Linked DNA regions of Mus musculus: region 1 is linked to region 2. A link is a contact called in public promoter capture Hi-C data. All regions are on one chromosome and are shown on one strand. Each heading gives the region's core, a stretch centred on a gene start, on an enhancer-like site or on the middle of the called end of the contact. The rest is flanking DNA. Distances are from core to core; before and after follow the strand shown. Region 1 overlaps Actn1 (actinin, alpha 1). Region 2 holds the start of Rdh12 (retinol dehydrogenase 12).

Evidence for each region. Promoter capture Hi-C pulls out the DNA fragments that hold promoters and counts their contacts.
Region 1: a contact with region 2 is called in a promoter capture Hi-C map of neutrophils, with 6 times the contacts expected there. The contact joins the enhancer-like site here to the promoter of Rdh12 in region 2. A contact is called at or near these places in 4 of 39 promoter capture datasets (3T3-L1-derived adipocytes, the C10 cell line, neutrophils and 1 more) and 1 of 115 datasets of contacts at active chromatin or transcription factors (large pre-B cells).

What each region holds. Positions count from the first base shown.
Region 1 is chr12:80,228,616-80,232,899 of GRCm38.p6, reverse strand. All of the region lies in intron 1 of Actn1 (actinin, alpha 1), which reads left to right. Among named protein-coding and RNA genes, the nearest start is that of Actn1, 30 kb to the left of the region's middle. Within about 2 kb of position 2,684, at least 219 of the 459 cell types and tissues checked have an H3K27ac peak or open chromatin away from gene starts, as enhancers often do. A contact at or near this core is called in 3T3-L1-derived adipocytes and neutrophils, where this site is marked.
Region 2 is chr12:79,206,172-79,210,310 of GRCm38.p6, reverse strand. It overlaps Rdh12 (retinol dehydrogenase 12), which reads right to left and starts at 1,398. Exons shown (of 7, transcript NM_030017.4): 1 at 1,203-1,398. The coding sequence starts at 1,270.

The DNA.
Region 1 (4,284 bases), core at 1,435-3,934, 1.0 Mb before region 2:
CTATGCTAGCCATTCTAGAACTGATTTCCAGCGTCCAGTGACTGTGGAGGATCTGAGTCATGGGATGCACCAGAGGGACTTCTGGCCAGGGGCTCTTTCTTAGGACCTGTGATGAGGATACTACTGCAGTGTCTTCATCGCTGTTGGTAATGCCTGTGTAAAGTAATCCCCATTAGAACCTTGTCTTGCCTACAGGTTGTAGCCACGTGGGCCAGTGGGGATTGATTTGTTCTGTCTGTCTGGAGTAGGGATTGATTTGTCCTGTCTTGTTTGTTAGGTACTGTGCCTTCCTTTCTTTTCGTACTTAGAGTATCCCAGTTAGCACTCCAGAAGGCCCACTAAGATCAAGTTGATTATGAAGTAGAGCTGGCCTCTCGGGGAATAGAATGGCTTTTGGTGGGGGCCGGTGAAGATGTTGCTTTGTAACTATAGTAAAGGGCCTCCCGTCTCATCCTTAGCTACACAGTCACCCATTTTCAGTGACCACAGTTTGTCTGTAGGTATATACTGTTGATTATATTGTGGCCGTTCTCTGTCACCCAAGAGCGGAGTCTCACTTCAGGACTGTATTCTTTAAAGAGTGATCTGTGGGCTTCCTGGGCACTGTCCAGGCCTATGAACCACATGGCCCTGTCAGAGCTCAGGTATGTGTTTCTAATAAGTATCCCATGTCATTTTTTTTTTTTTTAAAGATAAAGCTACAGAATTTGGCAGAGGATAGTACTCCTTTAGTGTGAATATGGGATCAGTTAAGCTCAGCACACTCAGCTCCTTTACTCATAACTTTCCCTATCTCCAGTGCATGCCGGTGGAGCCTTCTCTCTTTGTGGCTCAGATCCTGAATTCTAGCTGTCCCCAAATGGGAATGAAGTATTCCCTCTGGACCCTGAGCCCCACCCCCCACTACTAAGAGTGAAAGAAAGGAGAGGGGATGTGGTTGCTTTCCATGTGGTCGGTCTTGCTGGGTCTGGAGCTGGTGGCCTATTAGACAAATCTCCAAGGCTACTTTAAAAGGGTACTGCAGTGTCTGCAGGGGAACCTGCCCTGATGGATGTCAGTCATCCTGGGGATTCTTGGGCATGTTTACCTGGCAGATAACCAACACTGCTCATGGATCCCTCACAGCCTGTGCTGTCCCCCTGCTTAGCAGAAACAGCTAACTGTCCTTCACTGACCTGCTCAGATCTGTTGTTTGGTTTCCTGTGGAGTAAGGGCTTTTTGACTCTGCATCCTGCCTTGCTTGGTTCCCTAAACCACCTTTGTGACTTCTGTTCCTCTAGTTCCTATTTAGTCAACTTCTGTCCTAGATGTCTCTGTCGTGGTAGTTCTGGCTTCCTTATGGCAACATGACGGGTTGGAGGGGGGTGGGGGAAGATTAAGTTGGTTCTGAACTTGCAGCTTCCTCACTACCGTGGGACTGGGGGTCAGACAGCAGCTGTGTTTGCTGGCACAGCCTCAAACTGCCTTTGTAGACAAGCCCTGCGAGGGCAGCTCAGGAGGTACAGTCTACCAGGATACCCCCTGATGGTGCACTGCGAGGGACTAGGGCTTGTGTTGGGGAGTTACAAGAAGAAATGCACACCCTGGCTGCCTCTGTGTCCAGGGAACTTCTCAGGGGAGACGAGAGCCACAGCACAGAAAAGGAATTGGAAACTTATTCTTCAGCTAATTTCCTGCTACTGCCTTGGACTCTGCGGCTGGTGGCCTCTTGGGTAGAAACAGCTTGGAAAATTCATTTATTCTTAACATTAGGTATGAACTCTTTGAAGTGTACAGACTTGTCACAGAGGGTCAGACATGCGTAAGACATGGTTCGAGAAGGTGGGAGTGACCAGATTACCCTGCACAATGAACCCATCACCCAGAAAAACCTCAGAAGGGCAGCAGATTCCAGTTGGCATGGAACAGACCTGCTCAGACCGCCCCACCACTGTGAGCTCAAGGTTGACTGAGATGTCTGTCATCCGCCCTCTTTCCTAGACCCTAGGACCTAAGTCCAAGAAGACTAATAACTCTTCTTGCTGTGTCCAGAGCCTTTTGGGACAGAGCTGATGGGCAGGCTCGGCTCCTTCTGCAAAACCCCTGCTAGGGCAGCCTTCCCATGCCCAGGTTGTCCTGTTTGTCCCTTTATGCTGGTCGCCCCTGTTAGGCACTCAGGAGGCCACCATGCTCAGCGTTGGGAGGACTTTGACATCTTGTTTAGGTGGGGATATTATTAAGAGTGTGCAAGGGTGAGAACCGGAGGCTCTGGCTCTTTAAGGCTGGACCTTCTAGTGAATTTTGGCAGAGGCCATACTGAGTGTTTAATTTTAGGGCCAGAGAGGGGGCTGGGGAAAAGTCCCGAAGCATCTGGTTTGTGTTAAGCCCTTCCTTTAGAAAAAAAAAGGCTGTGTTTATGGTTAAAATCCGGCAGAGATGGGTGGGGGTGGGGAGCTGGGGGGTGGGTGTTGAAAGGGATACCGTTATCCAGCACCAGGCTTTGCAGCTAAAAGACAAAGCACATAGCCACTGTCTTGTCCCCTGACCCCATCTCAGCCAGCTGGTTCCAACTCTGAGAAAACGGCCATACTATTTTCATCTCTGCCATTAAAGCAGGATGTTTGCCTTCAGACAGCCTCCAGCAGCTGGACTTTGCCAGGCTGAAGCTGTGTCCCTCGTGCCTCAGCACTCCCTGGAGTTGGCTGCCTGTCAGCTCATTTGTCTGCAGTCTGCCGTCTGCCGGCCCTGGGCGGGTCAGCCACTATTAGGTCGAAGCAGGGGCCACAGGAAGCTGCAGGGTGGCTCCAGCAGGCCTTCCTCCTGTGATTCCCTATGTGGACTGTCAGAGGGCCCCCAAAGTCCGTCCCCTCTGCCAGTAGAAAAATAGAGGGCCGGACAAATGACCGAGCTCTTCCAAAGTCTCACAGCAAGCTAGTGTCAAACTCAGGATTCAAACCAGACTCTGGACTCCAATGTCCTTTATGCTCCCTGTAGCTCTACTGGGCTCTCTTTTGCTTTGTTGTTCAAATTACCTACTTGACTCTCAGCCTTCCAGGCGCCCAAGCACAGGCTCTGGGGACAAGAGATAGGGTCTTAAAGGGTCTCCAGGGTCTTAAAGGTCCATGGAGAAGTTTCACCAGGCTGTGTCCATCTCAGAGGCTGTCCTCCAACAGTAGCCTGTGGGAGCTATTGAGTGAGTGATGAGATTGCCTGACTTGGGGGTGGGGGTGGGGTGGGGGGGGGTGATACAGGTGTTCCAGTTGGAACCCGTGCTTCTGGAGGGGTGCCAGGCATGAGTCTGTACTAAAGCTTGCCTGGTTCCAAAGCCACATCCTGTGTTCTCCTGTCTTTTCTCAGCCCCAGATTAATCACCCAGCTCCTCCAGAGACCTAGAAGCTCAGAGCTGCCTCTGTCCCATCCCTTTAAGTTACCGATGAGGAGACTGAGACCATCAGAGCAGCCAAAACAGAGTGAGTTCAGACCTTGCTGATGTCTCTTCCAGTGTTAGGAGCTGAGTGTAGGACGCTGGGACTGAGGTAGAGAGGGAAGGCTGTGTCCTGTCCTTTTGACTTCCTGTCCTGGAGGATGGTGTGTGGGGTGTGATATCTCCAGTGCAAGTGGAGTGAAGTGGAATTTAGGCCTCCAGGATTAAGTTGAATCATTCTCTTGTGTCTTCCTAAAAGGGAAAAAAAGGCAGACTGGAGTGGCTCACTTCCTTCTTGAGAAACTGGAGCCTGAGTCACCCTGGAGTCAGGACCTGGAGAGGGGCCCCCAGTTTGCTTCTCTTCTGGCTATGGGAGAGGAACTTCCCTTCTGCCCGTCTGTTAGAGCAGAGGGCAAGGCAGGGCCTGAGGCGGTGTAGCTGTCCCTAACTCCCCCTGTCTTGGGAGGTCTTAGTCCATTTTTTTGGAGCTGGCGGGGAGGAAGAGGTCATGTGTTGGTCTAACTCAGGGTTCTGAAGTATACTCATTTGAAATGGTTTTGGTACCTCGTAGAAGTGGACCTGTTTTTTGTTTGCCCTTTTCTGATTGGTTTGCTTCACTTCAGGCTTGTCCCAGTAGAATCCTGTGTCAGAATTAACTTTTTAGGGCTGGATAATACTCCATTGTGTGTTTTAATACATTCTCCTTATCTGTTCACGTGTTCACAGATGTTTGGGTTATTTCCGTATCTTGGCTACGGTGAATAATGTTGCTAGGAAGTTGGGTGGAGAGTTGGGTCTTGGCATCTCCCTGTGTGTGCCCATGGCATGAGGTCCTTTGTGCCCACAGGTGGAGTTGGCAAGTCAACAGAAGGCCTTAGACA
Region 2 (4,139 bases), core at 149-2,648:
GGATTTTATTTAGGCCATTGGCACACAGAGAAAGCTTTCTTGTTGAAAACAAGACCAGAGAGTCTAGAATACTTCCTGAACATCACTGGATGGCAGACACTGAGCTAGACACTTTCTATACACTGTCTTTTCTTGATATTTTCTACATGCACTGTCTAGCCTAGGCTAGACTTTCTACACCCAATATTTAGACTAGGCTAGACACTTTTCTACACTCATGAGGTCTATCCCAGGCTTGATTTTCTATACATTTTCTGTCTAGGTTTAAACACTTTCTGCACCCAGTCTACCTCCATGCTAAATAGTTTCTGCACTCACTATCTTTCCACATTTTCCATACATATTATCTTTCCATATGCCATTTATATTAATTTCCCCTGCCATTTCAGTATTACTTCTATATTACAAAAACAAACACACACAAGCAAACAAAAAAAACCTCTGAAGCCCAAAGATGTTTAAGTCATTTCTAAGGGTGGCCGGGACCAAGTATGACACTTTGACACTCTGTCCTCAGTATGCCTATCTAACCTTCCTTTGGGGTGGGGGTGGGGTCAGGTCAGGGGGCAAAGGTTCAAGACAGGGTCTCTCTGTATAGCCCTGGCTGCCCTGGAACTCGCTCTGTAGATCAGTCTGTCCTCTAATTCAGAGTTCTTTCTGCTTCTGCTTCCTGAGTGCTCGGATTAAAGGCACGTACAACCACACCTGGCTCCTAACCTTTCTAATCATCAACAAAATTTAAAGCCCCCACATAGAATAGCCATTTCTTGGCACCTCCACAAATCCCCAGTGAATCATTTCCAAAACACTTCTTGAGAGAAGTATCAAGGGAAGAGAGTTTGCTTCCTTTCCAGAGTGCCTAAGACTTGACAAGGAGTCCCTTAACGATGAAGTCCCCATGACACTCACCTCATCTAGGGACAGAAAAGAAAAGGAAAGTGTCAGAGAAACCTAAAGGAATCAGAGGAAAGTGCCACAGGACTCATCTACTCCGCCTTCCTCCTTCCTCGGCATCCGAATTCAAATCAGCCCCACCTCCTCCCACCCAGGTGCTTCCTTCTCGTTTTCTGCAGAGGCATCCAGAACCCCTCCTTTCCTGTTTTTAATGTACTAATCTCGCCTCCGCCACCTTCCCTCCTTCTTCTTTTAGAAGTCAAAACCATCTTCGTAAAGTATCTTTGAGTTGCTGGATTAAAACAAACCTGATGGATGGAGCTGTCAGATACAAGATGGAGAGGAAGGACGTAAGCAGTACCAAGATAAACAGCATCTTGTCAACTTTCTTAGTTGCTGCTTCCCACCCTCAACCTAGCCCGAGGATCCTTCTCTGGCTCCAATTCCTGGCAGCTTCTGTTGGTTCTTGGTTCCTCTCACTCTGGGACACTCAGCAACTGGCTGGCTTAAGCAATGCCCAGAATCTTACTTAAATCCGAGAGCCGCCAGAGCACAGCCTCCTGGGAGTTGTAGTCCTAGAGGGGTGGGGCTTAAGGAAAGATTAGGGCTTCACCTTATATTGGCAGTGAGAATTTGGCAATACTGGAGTTCCTCCTCAACACGCTATTTTCAAGATAGAATATGTTACACATTATCAGCAGGCTTCAAAAAAGCCAGGCATAGTGACAACGTCTTATAATCAACGTATTTGGCAGGCTGAAGCAGATGATCACTTGAGTCTGTAGTTCAAGACTGGCCTAAACAACATAATAAACTGTGTCAAAACAAAACCAAACCAAAAAAAACAAAACAAAGAAAAAAGCAAGCATGCGAACAAACAAAAAAAAAATCCTCCAAGTCCTAATGATGCTTGAAATATGTGTGATTAAAAATGGAAGAGAGATAGTAAGAAGGATGGCTAAGTAGGTCAAAGCACTTTCCATGTGAGCTTGTTGGTATGTGTCCAATCCCCAGGATCCATGTAGAAGTCAGATGTGGCAGCTCAGGCCAGAAGAGTGGCTGCCGTCTGTAACCACAGTAGTCCTACTTCAAAATGGAAACTGGAGCTCAAAGGCCAGGTAGCCTCGAGGAAGTGGAACTGCAGGATCAAGAGGTAGGTACGCACAAACCTTGCTTCGAAGACAAAGTAAAAGGAGTGACCTGACTTTTGAAAACTTGTTCTCTAATCTCCATATGCATGTCCCTACAAACCCCAAAGTAAATTAACAGGGCAGGGAAAGTGGCTCAGCAGGTATCAGCAATAGCAAACAGGCACAGTGACCTGAGTTTGGTTCCCAGGTCCCACAGCCAACTCTCCAAGTGACACTGTGACCTCCACACATGCTGAAGCCTGTGCATTCCTGCACTCTCATGTATATATAACCAATTAAATAAGTAAAAGTTAAAAATAAATAAATGGAAGAAATAGGGAGTGGCTGAAGGTCCTGTGGGGCTGGCAATGTGCTGGTCTTTGATCTTCGTGCTAGTACACAGGTGTGCTTACTGTGAACAATCACTGAGTTGGGCGCTTTTGATTTGGGCATTTTGTGTGTGTTCTTTACATTACACTTCAGTGAAGTTGACACACCCAACGACATGTCAAGCAAGAGTAGAGTGTTTAAGTATTCTCGAGCTAGACTCAAATTCCTGACTCAAATCCCAGCTCAGCATCCTTCAAGCTTCAAGGTCCTGGGCAAGTTATTGAGTCTTTCTGCTGCCTCAGTTTACTTGATTATCCAATGGGAGTGATTATCAGTTGCAAGTCTCCACATGGCCACTCGGGCCACTCACCTCAGATGATTCTCAGGTCAGGTGGACTCAGGGGAGGACACAGCAGTGGGACAGCAGCTTTGTAAAACAGAGATGAGGGGCTACTCTCTGATTTGACCTTTGGTGGTGGTTTGTCAAGTGGAGTCACACAGCTGTGGCCGATGTCACCATGGTCTAGAACATTCTGTAAGAACAGAGCCTACAGAATAAGAGCAAGTGTGAAAACTGTAAATGCCTCTTCCTCTTCTTCCACTCCTCCGCTTCCCCCTCTTTTCATCTTCCAATGACATATCCTGGCATCCAGATGAGAAAAGTAGGAGCCTAGCATGGCCCCCAGTGGTTTCCCCAAAAGATCTTTTGTACAATAATGTGTCCATTTCTAGTCAGGAGCCGTTTGCTGCCACACTCAAAACTGTCCCAGAATGAAAGAATGTTTTTTTGTTTTTGGTGGTGGTGGTGGCAGTAGTGGGTTTTTGTTTGTTTGTGTTGGGTAGGGGAAAGGTTTGAGTCAGGGTCTTACCATATAGCCCTGGTTAGTCTGGTACTAGACCAGGCTGATGTCATATTCATAGAACTCAGCCTGCCTCTACCTCCCAAGTGTAGGATTAAAGGTATGTTATGCCATCAGACCTGCTTGTATCTTGTTTATTCAATAGTAAGTCTTTGTTTCTCTTTTTTCTTTTCATCTTTTTAAATTTTATTTTAAATTATGTATAGAGAAGATATACCCACGAATGCAGGTGTCCGCAGATGCCTTTGGATCTCTCTGGTACAGGAGTTATTTACAGTGGTGAGCCACCCAGTGTGGGTGCTGGGAGTTAAATCAGGGTCTCCTGTAATAGCAGTGCTCTTAACCACCACTGAGCCATCTTTCCAGCCTCTCTTCTTGATCTTAAAGGGTAAAATATCTCATCAACTTTCTAAAATAAAAAAATTGTTTGCTTTGAGGGCAAACTGTGATTGACTTCCTCCTATAGCATACCTGTAACCTGTAGCAGTTGTCATTTGGGGATTATAAAATGGTAAAGGACTGTTCTGTATACTGCAGAGTGTTTAGCAGGATGTCTGGGTTCTATTCAGTAAAGTGCCTAAGCACTACTCCTGTGACAATCAAAAATGTCTCGAGACATTGTCAACTGCTCACTGTGGGGTACAATCACCTCCCCAAGTGGGAAATGCTGTCCTTCAGGTTGTTGGGCATATGGGAGAATCCTGGTGTGAGATGTTGGGTCTGATGCTACAGAGTGAACACAGAGCCTCATACATGCTAACTGCATTCTCTAACACTGAGTCACAGCCCAGCTCTGGTAGGTGTGATAGTGAAAGGATTTGAGCACAGCAAAGTTTCATTTAGATCCCATGCATTGAATGCTGGTTCTGCCAACCTAGTCTGCTCACCAGAATGCGGCAAATGACTAGTATCTCACAGGGTCTGG